Linked DNA regions of Zea mays: region 1 is linked to region 2. Evidence: chromatin contacts called from public Hi-C data. All regions are on one chromosome and are shown on one strand. Each heading gives the region's core, a stretch centred on a gene start, on an enhancer-like site or on the middle of the called end of the contact. The rest is flanking DNA. Distances are from core to core; before and after follow the strand shown. Region 1 holds the start of LOC103631564. Region 2 overlaps LOC100274475.

What was found. Hi-C and Micro-C count contacts between places; a contact is called where the count stands out from the background.
Region 1: a Hi-C map of leaf shows a contact between it and region 2, with 5 times the contacts expected there. The contact joins the promoter of LOC103631564 here to the enhancer-like site in region 2. A contact is called at or near these places in 4 of 25 Hi-C or Micro-C datasets (ear, leaf and tassel).

What each region holds. Positions count from the first base shown.
Region 1 is chr6:164,416,380-164,420,694 of Zm-B73-REFERENCE-NAM-5.0, reverse strand. It overlaps LOC103631564, which reads right to left and starts at 1,716. Exons shown (of 1, transcript XM_008652446.2): 1 at 767-1,716. The coding sequence starts at 1,716. The coding sequence ends at 985. LOC100502152 reads left to right here and starts at 2,660. Exons shown (of 1, transcript NM_001196630.1): 1 at 2,660-4,315. The coding sequence starts at 2,808. The coding sequence ends at 4,103.
Region 2 is chr6:164,322,416-164,326,266 of Zm-B73-REFERENCE-NAM-5.0, reverse strand. LOC100274475 reads right to left here. Exons shown (of 9, transcript NM_001148834.1): 7 at 2,809-2,867; 8 at 2,632-2,733; 9 at 1,797-2,162. The coding sequence ends at 2,026. Among protein-coding and RNA genes, the nearest start is that of LOC100274475, 11 kb to the right of the region's middle. Within about 2 kb of position 1,421, at least 16 of the 20 cell types and tissues checked have an H3K27ac peak or open chromatin away from gene starts, as enhancers often do. A contact at or near this core is called in ear, leaf and tassel, where this site is marked.

The DNA of each region.
Region 1 (4,315 bases), core at 467-2,966, 94 kb before region 2:
TCATAGTTCCATTCTCATCTAATTTCATTTTCATTAAATTAGATGACATGTAAACGTATTTGATGACATGACTCGATATTTATGATGTGAGAGATTGAGAGTTTCAAGGACGAAAATAAAGTTTTATAGACAAAAACTGATGTGTTATTTTTGAAACACTGCAATGAAGCTTCCACTGACAATAACCTTCTAATAATAAACGTACGTGTAGATGCATACAACAACCAGAACTTTTAGTGTCTATTCGGTTGGCTCGGATTAAGACCTGAAACTATTTCTGCTCATCAATTTTAATACTAAGGCCTTGTTCGTTTCTGCCGGATTGGTGGGTCGAAACAATTTCTGACCGGATTGCTTCTCTAATTTATATAAACTTTGATTAGCTGGAACGATTCCGGGTGCAATCCGACGGAAACGAATAAGGCCTAATAAAACTAACATTCCACGTGAAACAGTTCCAAAGGATCCGTTCCCAACAAAACGAACAAGAACCGGAACCGTGATCTGACTCCTATAGTCCTACTAGTACTGGAACTGCAAGGACTGTTCTAGTTATACTGCTATACTCTAATCCAAGGTCGGAGGAAAATAACTCCAGATGACACTAATCACTAGTAAGTTTTACTGAATCGGTACAAGAACACCGATCACTATTCGTCCACAAATGTTTGTCGGTATTCATAAAGTTTGACTAGATTTATAAATTATATTAGCAACAATTATATCTTAAAATGTTTTACTACAAATAGATTAAAGATTTATCTAATGATATTCAATATGTAATATAAATATAAATACTTTTTATATAAATACAGTCAAAGTTAAAAATGTTTGACTCTTCCAAACATGACCAACATTTGTGTACTGAGTGACAGCTTTCTCCTCCTCATCAAGCTCCATAGCAGTCTGTGTACAGAGTACAGCTAGTAGAGTTTGAATAATAATTAAACAGAAAACCAGTACCAGGTGGATCGTGGATCTAGATCAGGCGACGGGAACGGGTACGCAGCAGGCGGGGCACCGGACGAGCCCGTTCTCGTTGCACTCGGCACAGGCGCGGAACCCGCCGCCGCCCTTGAGGCTGTACCGCTTGTGGCTGCCGTCGCAGGCGCCGCAAAGCAGGTAGCGCTCGCCGCCGCAGCGGGCGCAGCTGCCGGAGAACGCGGGCCCGGGAGCGGGGGCGACGATGCGGCGGAGCTCCCCGGACTCGTGGAGGCGCCGGACCTCGTCGGCGCCGCCGAGGTGGCGGCCGCCGACGAAGACCTGGGGCAGCGCCACGCGGGGGAGGAGCGCGGCGAGCTCGGGCAGGTGGCCGGGGTCCATGGAGAGGTCGCGCTCGTCGACGGCCGCGCGGAGCCCGCGCAGGATGGCGCGCACCGCGCGGCAGTCCTCGTAGGTGCCGCGGACGACGCGGAGGGACGTGAAGTACAGCACCACCCGCCCGCCGCCCGGCACCGGCTCCTTGTCCTTGCCAACGGGCGCCGCCGGAGGCCGGGACGGGGGCTGGTGGAGCGTGCGGAGGGCCCGGAGCGCGGAGGCGGCGACGCGGATGCGGTGCAAGACGCGCGGCGACGGGGAGGCGGAGGGCGGGGCTGTGGCGGCGGAGTCCGGCGCCAGCAGCGACCGGAGGTCCTTGAGAGACGGGTTGGGGATGGAGAGGCGCGAGGACGCGCCGGCGCCTGCGGCGGGGACGAGGGCTGTGGAGGTGGAGGCGTGTCATGACCCAAGTGTGGCCCAGAAGAAGCCCAGCCTACCTGCCCATTTGCCAAGGCCGAAGCCCACTCTATCCAACCCAATTGCTGAAGCCAAAGACCACGAGGACAAAGAGGAGCTGAGGCATCGATGCAGAGGACAGGAAATTATTCAGAAAGAAGAAAGACCGAGGAACACAGGAAGCTCGTCTTCCTCCTCTGGCTGTGAGATCCTATCCCCCTCTCGATTTCCCCTGCAATTACTCACGCTCCCGGATTGATCTCGCCGGTGTAGCCACGGGTATTACAGTGGTATCAGAGCCAGTTATCCTCGGCGTGGGTGTTGCAGCGGTGCTGTTGCAGCGGCGGCGGTGCTCTCCACCTCGTCTTCGCTGGTGTTCCTGGGCACGGGTTGCTCGAGCGCCGTTCCGACGCGCGGTGCCCTGATCCAGCCCCGACCCGCCCTGCCCCATCTGCTCCCTTCTTCCCGTGCTCCAGCAAGCCCAACCCTAGTCGGCGGCGCTGCGGGCCCCACTCGCCGGCGACGCATCTCTCCGGCCTCGATTCGGCCGGCGGTGCATCTTCTCCGGCCTCCCCGCACACGGATCCGACGCGGGCGCGCGCGGATCGGCCCTCCTCGCGGCGATTGGAGGCGCATGCGGCGGTTCCAGAGGTCCGGTTCGGCTCGGGCGCCGTTTCGTTCCGCGGCAACGACTCCCCGGTGCTGCAGTGACTCCTGTCGGCGCTTCCTCCGGTGGCGGGTTCGCGAGTACGACAGGCAGTGAGCGACGGCGGCGCTCGACTCCTGCAGGCACGCAGCGCAGATTCCCATCAGAGACGTCGATCCGCAGCATGGGTCGAGTTGAGCTCGACTTCCAGTCGACATGCACATCGAGGGCGCGGTCAGATCACCATGGTCGTGGCTGCTACATCAGCGGTGTAGAGTGTGAGGCTTGTCTGAGGTGGTCTGAAGGCTTATTGGATCTGCTAGCTCGTGGTGAAGAGTCCATAGTTGATAAGGAAACCAAGCGAGTTGCCGATCCAGACATCCATGATGAGTTACCTCATGTTAATAGCACTCAGTTTGCTTTAGAGCTTCACGTGAATGCTGCTTCTATGGTGCCTCTTGAAAATGAGATGGTAGAGAACAAAGATGCAGAGAAATTTCGTGAGAAAATGCCTTTCGATAACATCGTATGGGATGAGGAACTAGCATCAGATGGCAACACACATGATGGCTTATTGCAGCAGCTAGCTGAGGTGGAGGACCAGACCCAGTACAAGAAGGTCTGCACAGTGTTGTCTGAGAGCGAGGCACAGGTGTATGATGAAATACTTGGCAAGGTTGTATGGGACGAGGAAATGTCATCCGAGCTTGACATGGACAATGACTTATTGGGACTGCTGGTTTCTGGCGGGGAGTACCCAGTTGATGAGCAGGTTGTGGATGACTCCTCGGATTTCAAAGAGTTTGGATTGGTCGATGCAGACCATGTTTTTGTGGAAGGGCTCGATGAAGATAGCAAAGCAGTTTGCAAGGCAAGCATGAGTGATGAGCTAACTCTTGAGATAAACACTCCTTTTCTCTTTGGGGTTGCTATAGATCACGTGAATGAGATGCCTGTCAACATCAATTTGCAAGATGGCCTATCACAGGAGCGAGCAAGTGGTAGAGAGTATGTGTATGATGATAAGATGGACCCTATTGTTGAGCCTGACTTTGATCTCAGTTTTGCTGTCAGTATTCAAGAGGAGTGGGATATTCAATCACTTGTGAGGGTGCCAGAACAAGATCTTATTCTGAAAATTTGTGAGCAGTACCATGGAGGACAACCCATTGTTTTGACCTGTCAATATATGATTCAAACTGATCACCATTTTGGTGGTACAAGAAAAGGAGACAATGAGCAGAGAGGAGTATGCTTTGCAAGGACTCATGTTGCATGGGGACAAGCTGTGTTGCAACCATGGGCAAGAAATGCTTTCAGTCCTGGACAAGTTGAGCAGCTACATCAAATTGATTCTGCTGCACATAAGGTCGCTCTGGAGCTGGGTATCAATTTACCATCTGATCCATCAGTTCGGATGCAATGGGATCCGGGCATCAGTACGGCCACAGCTTGGGGACAAGCTGTGTTTCGAGGGGCCGGTAAATGTCATGACCCAAGTGTGGCCCAGAAGAAGCCCAGCCTACCTGCCCATTTGCCAAGGCCGAAGCCCACTCTATCCAACCCAATTGCTGAAGCCAAAGACCACGAGGACAAAGAGGAGCTGAGGCATCGATGCAGAGGACAGGAAATTATTCAGAAAGAAGAAAGACCGAGGAACACAGGAAGCTCGTCTTCCTCCTCTGGCTGTGAGATCCTATCCCCCTCTCGATTTCCCCTGCAATTACTCACGCTCCCGGATTGATCTCGCCGGTGTAGCCACGGGTATTACAAGGCGGCGGCGGTGTCAGAGCTGTGCGCCTTCACCCAGGACGCCCACATGAGGATTGACGCGGCGCGGTTGTGCGGGCTCAGGCGGGAGGCGCGTCGCGGACGGGAACGGCACTGCTACTACTACTTTGCTTCGCTCGCCTTCAGCTTTGTGTCTTCTCGCGCGGCGAGGACTGGGGAGTGGGT
Region 2 (3,851 bases), core at 172-2,671:
CAACTAGCCTAAACTATGAAGGTAAAGCACACAACCAAGATACACAATGTAAATATAAAAGTTAAACAGTGATAGGGATACAAGCTCCTATTCGATGGCGTTGGTATTTTTACCAAGGTATCGAAAAATGTGCAAGTTTCTACCTAGTTCTTGTTAGATCCTCTCGCACGGATGCCCATGCGACGGTCAAGCTCTCGGTTGGGTCACCTCCTAGACAGCCACAAACCTTTTTCACGCACAAGTGAATCTTTAAAATAGCCTCTGCCGAATTACTCCTCGCTATCTTCACTATCAAGTTTCTAGTTGAAACATCGTAGGATTTATTCCCTCTAGTACACGATGGCGACCACACTATAAAAACAGTTGGTATGATGTCGCAAGACTACAAGACCATCCAAATACAACTCTAATGTTGTGTGAAGCACCAAGTGGTTTGAACTTTGAAGTATGCAAGCCTCACTAAACATTAGGTCTAAACTTAGAGCAAGCGCTATAAGTGATGGTCTAGCTAGCCTAAGCATTGCACATACGCTAATGATCGAGCGATTTTTTGATCAATTGGGTGTATCAGAGCAAATATTAATGAGCCGAGTCTCCACATATTATATATGTTTCTTAGCTCCCATTCCCCTAAAATGGTTGGTTGGGTCTATTTATTGCTCCCATGGAGTGATATACTCGTTGCAACTACAACAACCATCTTTGCTTACCACTGGACAATCCGTCAAGGTACAACACCTCGCAATGGCTACGGTGTAAGCAATATCCGTTGCAAACAGTTGGAGCGCGCCTCTGTAGTGCACACTATGATGCTTTTCATTGGACCAGTCCAACATCTCTTTTCCTTCTTTGGAACCTCTCTATCTACCGTCGGACCCTACATCTGATTGTCCGATGCTCTTAAGCCGTCTTGGATCGACGCTTTTTAGAGCATGATCAATGTCTTCATTTGGTTCGACGTCCTGTTATTCTCTCGGTCCTGCGCCCTACTTACCCTGGATAGTTGTATCATATGGTCCGATGCTTGGTATAATACCCTTGCTGATGCCAACTAGGGTTTTCTCCAACCGCATCCTTTTCACTTATTAGTTTCTTCATGATCTTCATGCGAGACTTGATTCTGTCTGGTCCTTTAAACTTTTGTATATTCTTGTAGATCTTCAACCTAATGTCTTGCTTAAGGTGTGTTGACCATTCGGATAATCGCTTTGCCTAAGTCAAAATTCATTTTTGAATTATATCTGAAAACACTAGTAAATAATATTAGTCTACATAAGCATGTTAATCATGAAACGCCAAAGCTAAAGTGGAAATGGACCTTCATCTATTTGTTTTTCTTATAGCATGACACCATGGATATGACACTACCGAAGGAGCGGCCCACAGTGCCTCACTGCTGTGGGCCAGAATGCTAGTGTAGTACTTCTCACAGATCCTGGAGCTGGTTTCTAGTCTCGAGCCTGGATCTAGTTGAAGAATATCCACATGATTGGTTGCCCGCACCATTCCATCCTGAATCAGCATGTGCGTTGACTTTGGGTAAGAGTTTGTTTGGTTGTCTGTACACGAGAAATTATAGTTGCATGAGTGGATGCAAAATAAGTCATTCTAATGTTATTTACCTGCATCTGCACATACGCCAGAAATAGCCGTACCTGACCGACCAGGCTCACGTGAGACTGTATGTGTGGACGCAGTAAACCAATCAGACCCTATATGTACAATACTAAAGTTTTAGTGGACCGCTGAAGGCAGATTCTGTAGTGACAAATTAGTAGGTCAACCTCATTCCCATTCCTATTAACTCTATATATTTATCATGGAGAGCATGAATGACAGTTAAACAATGACGGCGTGGCCGTTGCAGTTACATCTTGCTGTGTAAAATAAAATCAATAGTTGCAAAAACAGACACCCATTATCTACCTTCAATGTTAGAGGCAAACTAAAAAGGGTAAAACAGCTAAACAAAAGCAAGTATTTCGTGGAGCAAAAATTTTGAGAGAACAGCTGGCACATTGGAAACTATCTGATTAGCGATTGTGCACGTTGTTGACGCTGATCCTCCTTCAACTTCTCCCTGGGCGAGAGCTTGTCGCCAATCAGTGTGAACTTCCAGCGATCTGCTTGAAGTACGAACACTGAACCAGCTTTTGGTACAACTGCAGGTTCCAAAGTAGTAAGTTGTTCAGAAAGTCTACAGTTAGTGTATCTGAATTTCACAAGCACAACAGATACCAACAACAGCAAGCCTTTGACTATAACATTTGATGTGTTTGTAAGCAGATGAAAAATCATGGCTGCATGAACCTCTGACCATAAAATTTTCAGATCATGCGCTGTAAAAGTGTTTCGGTCAGAACAAAGGCTATGAATCACAAGCAATTATTTCACAACTCAACATGTATCCTATGGAGGTAGAGCTATAGAAGAAGGATTAATTGTATACAAGCCACTCAATTTTTGCTACACAAAATAAAATACAGTTAATCACTCAATTTTTACAGTGCATGGAATATAGCAATAGAACAAGGCTGATTAATCACTTTAAGAGCCATTTTGTTACACAAAATAAAATACAGCTAATGCAAGTGATTCACAATACAGCACCAAAAAGAGAAGGATACATACCTCGGAAGCGGTTGTCCTCGGATATAATTCCAAACGTCTCTGCAGTATCCCGAATCATGATGCCGTTTACACCTTTATATGAAGCAGCTTTGCATTCTGCCACTGGATACCTCAAAGACATATAAGCATGATTGGATTAAAAGAAAGTTGAATAAAGTAAGCCAGCATATGGATCACCTATTAGAAGGGCCCCATGAAGATCTGCTGAAAGAAGGTTCTCAGTAAATTTCTTTTTCCTGTGGTGAAGACAGGGCATGTAATTAGCTCATATAGGGTACATACAGGAACATGCAGTCAGGCACAATAATAGGGTTTACATTAAAGTTTTCCAAAAGCTAGAGTTGGTCCACTACTCTGAATGTGCTTGCTTCACACTCAGGATAATTATTGCCTTTCTTGTTTGTTCAAATCTTCAAATTCGTTGATATTTCATAAAATATAATGCTTATATGGTAACAAATGATTTAGTGCTTTTAGTTTAGTTCATATGGTCAATAAATTTCAGTTCAAGAAAACTAGAGTCTTTGAGTGGTCTTGACGGCTTATACAAGAAAGCTCATTTTACTGTACTATATAAAGTCTGGAAATCCGTGTAGCCCTTAACTATTTGCTACATTAGACATGGCGGGTTTAAAATCCATCATGTTATACTATCAACCTATCACTATAGCATTCTCAATAGAACCAGTTCAATATATGTTTGGTTGTGTGCTTGTAAGGGTTGTACTCTAAATACTTCTCATTAATGCAATGACCCGTAGCTCTCCTGCTTGTGTATTCAACGACAAAAAAGTTCAACTGGAGACAGTAGCGTAGCCAAAAGCTTTCAGGAGTCTGGGCGACCTCATTATGCAAAAATATTTAGCTAGCAAATTATAGTATTTTTCTTTGATATAAAGAAATATTTCATTTGAACTTCGCCAATGAGCCCAGCCAGTGGCCCACGGGGGTGGATAGCGGCTCCGCCACTGACTCAAGAGTCAAAATTTTGAGACCAATAGCAGCAGTACTGTCAGGGTCCAAGAGGGCCCGCTACAGTAATGGCGGCACTGTATCACACCCCTCAGATTGTTTAGATAAAGATAGACTAGTTTGGGATAAGATTAGAATTAGAGATAAGATTAGATCTAGTGCTTAGGGGTTAAGTAACCCTCACTATATAATGAGATGGATTGTATCAATTGAAGGTAAGCAAGAGATTAGAAGGAAATCCCTTCTCT